Linked DNA regions of Bombyx mori: region 2 is linked to region 1. The links are chromatin contacts, called in public Hi-C maps. All regions are on one chromosome and are shown on one strand. Each heading gives the region's core, a stretch centred on a gene start, on an enhancer-like site or on the middle of the called end of the contact. The rest is flanking DNA. Distances are from core to core; before and after follow the strand shown. Region 1 holds the start of LOC101740185 (FAST kinase domain-containing protein 4). Region 2 overlaps LOC101745327 (adenomatous polyposis coli protein).

Evidence for each region. Hi-C and Micro-C count contacts between places; a contact is called where the count stands out from the background.
Region 2: a Hi-C map of midgut shows a contact between it and region 1, with 2.3 times the contacts expected there. The contact joins the enhancer-like site here to the promoter of LOC101740185 in region 1. A contact is called at or near these places in 2 of 7 Hi-C or Micro-C datasets (midgut and whole pupa).

What each region holds. Positions count from the first base shown.
Region 1 is chr6:1,751,186-1,757,028 of ASM3026992v2, reverse strand. It overlaps LOC101740185 (FAST kinase domain-containing protein 4), which reads left to right and starts at 1,653. Exons shown (of 11, transcript XM_004925215.5): 1 at 1,653-1,799; 2 at 2,016-2,178; 3 at 2,681-2,871; 4 at 3,574-3,801; 5 at 4,199-4,371. The coding sequence starts at 2,016. LOC134199022 (a long non-coding RNA gene) reads right to left here and starts at 852. Exons shown (of 3, transcript XR_009973337.1): 1 at 527-852.
Region 2 is chr6:1,815,349-1,821,479 of ASM3026992v2, reverse strand. It overlaps LOC101745327 (adenomatous polyposis coli protein), which reads right to left. Exons shown (of 14, transcript XM_021347395.3): 7 at 5,929-6,068; 8 at 5,140-5,240; 9 at 4,362-4,417; 10 at 3,096-3,313; 11 at 2,560-2,625. Among protein-coding and RNA genes, the nearest start is that of LOC101739778, 23 kb to the left of the region's middle. Within about 2 kb of position 3,164, at least 3 of the 8 cell types and tissues checked have open chromatin away from gene starts, as enhancers often do.

The sequences.
Region 1 (5,843 bases), core at 404-2,903:
GGCATAAACTGCATTATCATGCAAACTGATTTATTATCTAATAATTTCTATTAGAAAATCTATGTATGTGAAATAGTTTACCTAATAATTGTATTAGTACTTTTTTTGACAAACATTTTAACAAGATTTATTTGTGCTGTGTATTGATTTGTGTGTTTTGGTATGTTCTAAATTATCTAACACATACATAAAATGTTTCTCAATTAATTTATAATTATTATTCATAAATATGAAAGGTTTTTCCAGTAAAAAGTTTATCTACCGATTTATTTTCTCAATGCAGGTACGAAATTAGCGAGCTTCAATTACGCGTCTTTATACGAAAAAAAATGTTGATGAATTTTAAATTATACAATTTTGTGGTTGTTGTTAGTTTCAATGAATCCAGTAAATGCACAGAACGAAAAAAAAAAGGATATTAAATTAAAATTCATAGGCCTCGTTGGCTTTCTGAATTTGTTTTTTTAATTGTTTAATCGGTTAATACTGTGACTTGATTTTTAATCTTGCTGAAAAATTTACTCACCATTTTCATAAAAAAATGTTTTGGCTGCACTATTAGAACGTTCAACAAAATACCATAACAAAAACTATCATCTACGGCCGCCGTTAACTTTTTTTAACAATTTTCAATACTAGAGTTGAGTAGCCACAGGAACTAAATATCAAATCGGTTTCAGCGAGTTGAGTGACAGCTGAATCGATTTCAATTGGTTGGCCACAAAAGAAAGCTGTCCTCGATACAAAGCGATGAAGTTCTTAAAATCACGTGCAGTGTCTTTTTTAAGTGAATACCTGAAATATAACTCTCTATTGAAGTCCAACAACAATCTAAAAGCAGCAACCTTTATACACCCACTGCTGAATACACCTGAACTCTCTTCGAGTAAGCTGCGGGTAGTGCCAATTTAATAATAAGCCTTCTGCAATGGACAAAGAGCGGACTGGATATTTAGAGCAGTATTTTTTATCAGTTTTTATATTTTTGGCCCATTTATTATGATATGTTGAAATATGTGAGATCAAAGTCAAGACTGGTCATACAAGCAAGAATTTTTTTTCCCTGCCATTGCTAGTAATATCAAGGGGCTATTTTATGCTCAAGGAACTCAGTCTGAGAAACTTCTGCTAACATCTACCCTGGCAACAGCAGTGCGTCGCTGAATTTATCACCGGAACTGAGAAGATCCATCGAGAAACTCAGTGGGTTGTGTCTGTGGGCTATTTTTTACGTCGGTGAGCGGTGCTTGGAATGCTTAAAAGCACTGATATCAGATCGGGAGGATACGAAATGACTTGACGAGTTTTCAAGCAAGTGTAGGATACTTGTGCTATTTGAGAAAATCAAATAGTTTAGTAATAGGAGTGTAGAATGTCATCCCACTGGTTTTAAGCCATATACTTGAACTGCAATTGTACTTTGATAAATTACTCTTCCCTTGAGAATTCTTGTCAAATGATAGATCAGAAACTCAGTGTATTTGTCTGTTTTTCATTAATAAACCTAAAACGTAAATCTCGTAAACGTAAACTCACATTGTACTTGAGTGTTGAATTTCTCTCATTATCAATCACTATCACGTTTTAGGTTTATTACATTAAGAATACAAAAGTAATGTAGAGATATGAATAATCAAAAACAAAAATAGAAGTTGCCAGTTTATTTATATTTTGAAAATTTTACCTATTTGGCAATAATCACAGATGAATGTCAAAAAGATAAATAAGATTTCTTTTTATTTTTAAATGCTATAAAATAATTATATCTCAGCTTTCGGCTTAGTTTAAGTTAAACGAAGGTATATATGCAACGAATAATAGACATTAAACAAATATCCGCTTAAAACCTACATTTGTTTTAATTCACAACTCGTGATGTAAGACGTTCCATGACTTCCATGTCTATCCAAAATCAGTTGTTTTCGATCATTCTGCGGCAGCTTTATGTGTTAGACGATGCTTTTAGATATTTATTAAGAGGTATTAATACGTTGTTTGAAACATTTCGATTCCAGATGCTAAGGTTCAGCGGATCAATATCTTGGAGGTTAGGTATCAGGGCAATCATAAGAAAGCAGTCGACTACGAACGCTGCCGCCGTAAAAACTGACAAAATCGAGGACACTAAGAATGTTCAAGGAAAAATACCCATTGCGGAAACGTTTAAGGATACTTCAGGTAGATTTTTCATTTAATACATTATCTTTGATTGATTTTGCTAGATGTAAAAAATGTCAGAATTTTATATAGATTCAAGAAATATGCATGTTTCAAGAAGTAATTTACTATAAAAAAAATCTTAATTTGTTTATTAAATTAAGAACTTATGACATTTTTATTAGTATTCTTGTTGACTAGATGACTATTTTTTGTTAAGTTATCACTGGAGCTCATAGACAACACAATGTGAATGAGGCTTGAGACAATTAATGACAGGCTTGAGACAGGTCAATGGTATAATGAAATATATATGTAGTATAAGTAGTGATTAAATTAGAATGTCTATTACAAGAAGTTTAAAAAAAAGTTGTCAAATACAAACTTGTTAGGCCATCAATACAATGGTAACTGTTGTGAGGTCTTAACAAATATCATGTCCATTGTTGAAATTCACCTGAAGACAAGAACAAGGACAATTAATTCCGTTTTTTGTTTGTTAAATATGGATGATTAATTTTAGGCCTCGTAGCCGCTGCATTTGCTCACTTGAACTCTGAAAGTGAAATTACAACAACTAAGAAACCAAGTCCAAAATCAGCTAAGATAAGTCGCCACCAACAGCTCGAGAATCAAATTTCCAAAGCTGCTGATGTGAATTCTCTGCTCCTTGTTGCTGAAAATCCTGTTGTGTCTCGAAGACATGCTTTGAAGGTATGTTTATGGAGATCAAATGCAAAAATTTAGATGACTATTTCCTAAACTTTTCATATTTCATTTTAAAGATAATATATAACAGAACCTGTATAAAATTCTAAAAACAACCCTGTTATTTTATTTTACATGCAGTGAAAATATAAACATAGTGTTTAAGTTACTACTGATGTCTACTTCGTTAGCATTCTAAAGCAAGAAAAACCAATGTAAGCCTAGAAAAGTAATGTTAAGTCGAAAAGCCCAAAATATTACAGGAAAGTTACTTTAGTTAATTCTTTAATGACTGTTAGCGTTTAGTACGCTGTTTTTTACTGCCAATGCTTAATTATCAATATATCAGCTATATAAATTGGCTTTTGACTATACTCTTCAGCTATTAACATTTTTCTGTTTTTTTAGTCAATTAACCTTATCATATCATTATAAATTGTAACAAAAAACAGGCAACTAAGCTAGTGTGTGACAGCCTTGTCTGCGACTTGTCATTAAAATGTTCAAGGCATCAATTTTTTTATACTCTTGTCTAGATGCAAACAAAATGGTAATTATTCAATGTATTTTTTTCTGCTACTACATCTCCACGCATATCTCAAGTCTTTTCAGATTCACATGACCTATCCAGATTTATGATTTGTTCATAATTTTTCCTTAATTAAATATAAAATTTAAAATATTTCAATTGGAATTTTTGTGTTTCAGATGGTTTCTATCTTATCAGAATGGTCGAGCACTAACAAAGTGAATTTGAATGAATTCGAGAAAGACCCACGTTTTTTAAAGCTATGTAGAATTCTGGCTAGGACCTCAACTACTCATGCGATGAGTTCCTTGACAATGGCAGAGGATCTGAGCACAGTTCTAGGAATAACTGGTGATGATGAGGCAGCCCGTCTGATTTCAAATTTGACGCTGTCACAAATGATAAAGGTAGGAATTACTATTTGAAACAGTCATTGTAGAAATATTTTTTGTTTCATGTTGAGCCATGTAAAATTGCGCTTAAGGCCTCCTGCCTGTGAAGAAGATGAGAACTTGTAAAATAAAAATGCTATGAATACGAATTGCTGTCCATATTTACTGCTGGTATTTAGGTGCACGATTACGAAAGTAGCAGCCGTAACAACCACTGTGGTAAGCAAGAAAGTGAAACAGTGTAAACTTTGAAGGTCTTGCAGTACTTGCATACTTTGATGTTAGTAACATCATGGCTGCAATGTTACTAGTCATTACATTATCTAGAAATACTACATACAATATTAAAATGAATTTAACTAGAGGAAGATGAAGATAATCGACATTGCTTTATACTTTTTTAACTATTCAGGTAATGAAGGCATTGCAGCAGAAGGGACGTCGCAGCACACCATTACTGCGTGCTCTTTCTCACAACATAACAAGTCAGGCAGAGGTCATTGATCTCAAGAAATCAGCTGATTTACTATTTTCTATGGCTAGCTTAAACTTTCCTGACCCTCTGCTACTGGACAGGATATGCAAGTAAGTTTTTTATTGCTTACATTGGTTAGACAACCACATGACTCGCTTGGTGCCTGATGGAGCCTATTGAGTATTGTTTCAATGCTCTAGCTGACTGCCCTGAACTGGACATTTTCAAAACTTCTACTAAGAGTATTAGGAGAACATTAGTCAGTTAATGGTTGAATGTAGATATGTGTCGTTTGCGAATGAACGAATCAAACGACCCGGGCCTCAAATTCCGCGCGAACGATAGGGTCACTTCAAAAAATATGAGTCGTTCACTAAATCGACTCGTTTAACACAAAACCTACGAATCAGAAGAAACGAACCATACGACAGTCATTCGGGTCATTTCGGGTTGCCGGGTCTCGACCCGCGCCCGTCTCGCTTAGTCGTTCGTTGTGACATAATGTCGCATAACGCATTTGGATTGTTTTGATCTCACGTAAACAATCGAACTATAACAGTTCCTTTAAGCTGGTATTCAATACTAAACTTTATCCAGCCAGTAACCTGATCATATTATTTAAGTCATAAATTGATGTGATAAAGGGTAACCCAAACGTTCGACTGAACGGGTCGTACGAACCGGATCATTTTGTCAACAGGTCAGTACTGATCTGAATCTCTTAAAATTGAACGAACGACACATATCTAGTTGAATGCAAATTTTTGATTGATTATTTTCTATTTACTACGGTTTTCTGTATTTTTTTTCAAATTGGTGTTATATTTGTTTTTGTTTTACGTTTTGCTTTAATTATTTAATTGTAGGCGAGGCGACGCCACAATCGTTTTTAGTTATTTAAATGCGAAGACATTTAAATGGCGTTTAGTTGTAAGGTTAGATTTTATATAGTTTAAGTTCATTGTTTGTCTCCCAAATAAAAAAAAAATATAAAAAGGAAAAAAAATACAATGGCTTTCAGGTTTTCAGTTATATCATTGTAATTAGAACTTTGAACGCTTCATGGAAGATATGAGCTTATCAGTGTGACCTACCCACATTACTCTTTAATACCAGCAAACTTGATCAAATAGCTTGACAAATGAGTATAGAGCAAGATGTAGAAGTTAATAGCATAACATCAGTTGGACGAAGAACTAGGAGTGGGTAATATCGGTTTTGCCGCGTATCGAATCGTATCTATATATCGAGGATCAATATCGGATATTGAATCTATATATTTTCTGAATCTATATATTGATGGATGCTAGTAGATTTTCTCGATTCATGATATTTGAGATTTGAAACGATACGCTGATATAATATCGTAGTAGATATAGATTTAAGTCAACGTTATACGGTTGGTTTTCTGATATCAATTTATAATATGATCTTAAAGTAATAAAAAGAACATGAAAATAAAAATATCAAAAAAACTTTCCTTCATGCTTTTACCAGGCTTAGGACTGGCTACATTATTTACAGTTTTTAGTATTTTGTGTCTTAATTTAAAATTACAAAATATACCAAAAGAGTGTAGATT
Region 2 (6,131 bases), core at 1,915-4,414, 63 kb before region 1:
ATTAACCTTTATTTAATGCAGGTTTTGAACCGTATTCTTTGAAGGAGACGATTATATTCAAATCAATCTGTATTGACATATCAATAACATTTTTTTGTCCAAATGCACAGATTGCCACCTTTGATAATAGACGACTCATATATAGTAATGAATGACCACTATAACACGGTAGATCGGTTCTGCATTATAGGAAACGCGTTGCAGGAGTATTCTCGGATAATGCGCTTGTATGATTCACATAACGCTTTATGTAAAAATATAATATATATAAAATATTATATAAGGTACCCAATATTTTTACACTTCAAAAACTAGGAACACAAATTTAATAAATACATTTAATTTCATTTTTTAACAGCACGATTGACACTATGGGCAAATAAATGTACACAAAAATAATTATGAACCGTACAAAGGAGACTGAAACGATTACATACATTTTTGGGCCCGAATGTAACGTGATGAAACTAATATGAATTAATAGATTCAGATTTATCAGTACCTTGCTGAAAATTATAAAAGTTTTCTCAATCTGAGAGCCGAGTTAATAAAGATTTAGTAAAAGTTAGGTTATGTTACAATCTCTTTAAAAAAGCTGAATAATAACTTATTTAAGCATAAGTAAATGTTTATTATATCCATTGGATAATCTTTTAAATGTCATATTATGAATGAATATCAATGATATATATCAGGTATGGAATATGGAATTGCTATCCCACAATTCACACAGCGATCCATAATTTCAACAGTATCCAATGCAACAATTTCAAGTCAAACGTGTGAGCGATCTTCGGTGTCCAGTGTAGAAGCAATTGTCGTACAAGGCTGGCAGAGTTGGAATCCGTAATAATAAAGCAGTGATCGTTGAAAATATAAAAACAGCCCGATAGATACACACTCAAAATGCGTCGAAGATACAAAACGAGTAGAGCAGAAAAAACCAACAAGCGCCAAAAAATAATTGTATAATCTATGAATAAACGTCATGTCAGCTTACTGTGGACTTTTTGGCGGGAACGCGAGGAGTGAAGTTGTGTGATTTGTTTTATTTTGTCTATTTAGTGTTTCTTCAGGTTTAAATGTGTATTAACGGTGGTTTATTAACTGTTTAATATCTGTGAAAGTGCACAAATGTGGGAAAATGAAACAAAGCTGCTGGACGTAACTTCTCGGGTTCCTCCAAAAAGTCCACTGAAAAAATCTCAGTAAATGACCACCATTTTACTGCGATTATATTTCATCCCATATCATTTCATTTCATTAAATTTCATCCCAGTTGATTAATGTCTCAAATTAATCATCTTCATTTCATTTCACTCCATATTATCATTTTTCATAAAATTAAGAATATAAAGTAAAATAAGACATGACTTAAAGGTCTTAGTTACCAGGTCATAAAATCTCTTAAAAAAAAAAACAGCTTACTGTCAAAGCTGTCATCAAAAATACAATCGATTTTAATCGATTTGAAATCGATAATCATATTACTTTGCTAAGTAATAATAGACTTTTTCTTCATTTATGTATATAATCGCAACTAGCGACCCGCCCTCGCTTCGCTTCGGAAACATTAAATAAAACACACATGAAAACAAAAAAACAAAAACAAAAAAAAAAGTAGCCTATGTTCATCAGGGACAATGTCGGCTTCTAATGGAAAAAGAATTTTTCAAATCGGTCCAGTAGTTTCGGAGCCTATTCGAAACAAACAAACAAACAAATCTTTTCTCTTTATAATATTAGTATAGATTAAATCCGGCGCATACCGCACTTGTATACAATACAACAAGTATAAATCGCTCATTTAATTACTTTGCATTAATTACCTAGTGCAATGTTTTTCTTTTTATAATCCTGTAATCGATTAATTAAATCGATCACACCGTTATACCGCCAAAAACTAACTTTCTCATTTTTCTCCGGTCTCAGAAAGAGGATTGAGGTGATTTTTTTATATTCTTATATAAAAAGATATGACAATTTTTTTAGACTACATTCCAAGTTATTACATTTTTGGCCCACGATTTTCCGTCTCCTTTCATTACAAATTTCACAGTTTAAGCAGAAATATAACTTGCGAAACTTCCGTGTTATACGAGGGATTGAGATCGCGTAATGTGAAAATGCGTTATAAGAATATCGTGTTATATATAGGGTGCATTACTGTATATACAATTTTGGTTTAAGTATTTTAATTTTGTACTAGAAAAATACCTTATTATAGATTTTATAGATTTTGTATTAGCACTCGATTAGCCAGAAGGGGGTTTGAGAGGGAACGAATCAAATCAAATCAAAAAAAATTTATTCAACATAAATGAAAGTACATACTTGTTGAACGTGAAAAGAACTACCGCCAATTCACAGGAACTAGCCTCCGTCCTGAGAAGAACTGGCAAGAAACTCAGCGGGCATCTTTTTTTTAAAAATATTAGATATTTTTTTTAATATTAGATTTTTTTAAATATTCTTTTTTACAATGAGATCCATCTGAGGGTTAACGGTTACCGTCACTCTTCTGGCGCGGGATAACAATTGAACTGTAATTAAACTCACGTAGACTTCATCCCTGTAGGGGTGGCCGGAGGACACGTCCGATGAAGGCCCTTTGTTCTTGACGACCTGGAAACATTACGAGTGTAACACGTTTACGGTTGAACGTCGTGTGCATACGTTTAAAAAATTTCGTGGACACGGACAGGTTTTTTTTTAATTTTTAGTAAATATTATTAAATGACGAATGACACACACAACTCTATTCATTGTCAAACATTTGTTATTGCTTATTCTGTGGTCAAATTGAGAATAGGTTACTATTGTTTATCTTTAATATTATTTGCTTGGCGAAATCTGTGAATAAAGAAGTCTATTAAGTCTTTGACAATAGAACCTTAATAATGTTCAAACTTATAAATACAATTAATTATAGTCGAATCTCGACTACTGCGGGACCACTAGTTGTTACAAATATTTACGATTTGATCGCATAATTTACATTTGTCTGTAAGTTCTAATTAACGCCACTTAGCAAATATTGATTTTTCAGTACGTATGTATGCACACATATGACGTCATCGGACGCCGGGCCGCACCTTGGCGATCCCCTTCTGTATGCACTCCTCGAGCAGGTCGGCCGCGTCGCTCAGGTTGGAGCTGTCCGAGGTGTGTCCGTCGGAGGGCGCGGCGGGGGGCGCGGGGGCGGAGTCCACGGACAGCGCCGACAGGTTGCTGTTGCTGCCGGCCTTCGACAGTATCGCGGGCGTGTCCTCGGTGCAGTACACTCTGCACACCTCGCTCGGGGTTTGGTTCCCTGTAAATAACATTATAATTGAAGACATGAGTGGATGATGCGGTTAAATACCTTGAGTTTTTACATTGAATGAATGTGTTATATGCTTATAAACCATATTAGACCTTAAAACAACGAGTGTAAAGGCTATTGTTACGCGCTGGTGTTCGGGATAAATAAAAATTCTACCGACGTATACATTGATACTGTATTAACTCTTCGAACACTTAAAACACTCAACGAACACTTTAAAATTCTCAATTCGCTTCTTCCGCTTCGCTTCAGGTGATCCGTTCGCTGTTTCGCTTCGAGTAGTTCCGATTACTGACTAACTGCGTGCCATCTCTGCAACACTTTTACAGTCGATTCCACATCCCTACATTTGTCAAGTACATTCTGGGCGAGTCGAGTAGCTTCTATGTGTGTTTCTGCTATCTGACAATAGATGGGGTTGTACTTCTAGATTTTACTAATACCTTCGATATTCGTTCGGTTATTCGGCGATAGATGGCATTACTCTTACCGGCGTAACACTAATTTTAGAAATTGCACGTGATAAAGGAGTTGTATACGAAGAAATAGTACAAGTAACAAAAGTTCTTTGCCTGTTTTCTCAAAATTAACAAATTGTATCATATCCCCCTCATCCCCTCGTGTCTTCAATTGTAAGGGCGTTTTTAATTTTAACAAAACAAGCAAATGCAGTGAAAAGAAATCACTTTATTAGGATTTAAGGGGTAATTGGGAGGGAATGTTCTGACCCTTTCCATCAGAATGTGTATCCACATCTGCAAACAAGCAACCCAGAAAGCACTGACAATGCGATTTAAAAACTTATAAGCTATTTTAGAAACCTTAATTCTATTAATGCGACAATAAATCAAGAAATTAAAATTTAAAATCACTAAACAGAATCAAACAACCCGAATATGTATTCGTTCTTTTGTTTTGGCCTCAAATGACGTCACACGTAGTAAAATTACGTTCGGTCGACGTAAGAAAATTTCTCGCGCCACATTTGGAATAATGAGTCCATTTTCCAAAATTTTACATAGAAAATTCTACTCACCTTTCGTTAATAAATTCGATGTATTCGTCGATGAAGGTAGAGGATTGATTTGATCTCTGAAACGGAAAGAAAACCTCCAGTGAATACATTAAGAATTATTACAATATATTTATATTTATTGGTATTGTTGACAGGCAAGCATTCAGCCCCCCTGGTGAGTGGTTACCGTCGCCCATGGACATCAGCAATGCCAGGGGCCCACTCAGGTCGCTGCCCCCCTGCGAAGTGCTGTCTGCAAGCCTCACTCAAGAATTTACATGTCACTGAGCGAGTTGAGTTTACGTATTTATACATTTTTCGTATTCGCCGATGGTTTTTTTTATTATTTTTTTATTGCTTAGATGGGTGGACCAGCTCACACAGCCCACCTAGTTTTAAGTGGATACTGGAGCCCATAGACATCTACAACGTAAATGCGCCACCCACGTTGAGATATAAGTTCTAAGGTCTCAGTATAGATACAGCGGCTGCACCACCCTTCAAACCGAAACGCATTACTGCTTCACGGCAGAAATAGACAAGGTGGTGGTACCTACCCGTGCGGACTTACAATACGCAAATTATGATTTTGCGGGTTTGATTTTTATTAGACAATGTTATTCCTTCACCGTGGAAGTCAATCGTGAACATTTGTTGAGTACGTATTTCATTAGAAAAATTGGTACCCGCCTGCGGGATTCGAACACCGGTGCATCGCTTCAACACAAAAGCACCGGACGTCTTATCCTTTAGGCCACGACGACTTAGAACCCGATAATGATAATATACGTATGCTTACCTAATTTCGTTCTTCTGCAGCACGTCTTCGGGGTCATTCTCGAGCGCCGAACAGTTTTGATCCTCCAGTTTTTCGTTTCTCGAGAGTAGCTTCAGCGATTGCTGCCGGAATGACGTAATCAATTTTGATCAAATCCAATCAATTAGACATCACGTATATAATGGGTTTAATGCCGAGCTTTAGGAATACAGGTATCCCTCCTATAACACGGTAGATACGGTAGATAGTAGAGTTCATCCATACGACCTGGAGCTCTTGGCTCTGCCCCTGGCATTGCTGACGTCCACGAGCGACAGTAACCACTCACCATGAGGTGAGCCGTATGCTCGTCTGCTTATATGGTAATAAAAATAAAAAAACTTTCCAACAAAGACCGGTGTTGTGCGTGACCGTGTTATATGAGACAGAAGCCAGTACAAAAAGGAGAGGATCCTATTGTTGGGTATTTAAGCCTTTCGATATTCTAATTTGCGGGTAGGTTGCGCGTCAACAAACAATATGTAACAATTGAGGGAAGGGGGACGGGGATAACAATTGCGGGAAGGGGCACAGGGGGAGGACTGCAGCGAAGAGTAGTGGCCTTTGCTCTCCCCTCAGACGTTAAGAGTTACATAGGCTAGGCTAGTTAGACCTGGTGAGTCGTACCACTTAGTTAGTATGTTAGCTATAACATAGATTAGTGAATCAGTTTTAAGTTAGATACATAATAAATTAGAGTTAACTCTTACGCTATCGAGAACGTTAAAAAACTCGCAGTAAGCGCACTGACGCTACAACAGCGGGACGTACCTTGTTGTGCCTGTCCTCGTCGTCGATGGTCAGGCTGCTGAGGCTGGTGTTTGCGGAGAACTGGGCCGGGGTGTGTTCCACTACGAACCGGGACACACGCTCCTCGAACACCGAGCCCGCGCACTCCGCCCCGGACACCTCTGTGACAGACATGTCAGATACACAAACTGCTCTGTGATCCCGGATGACCGTGGTAATGAGTT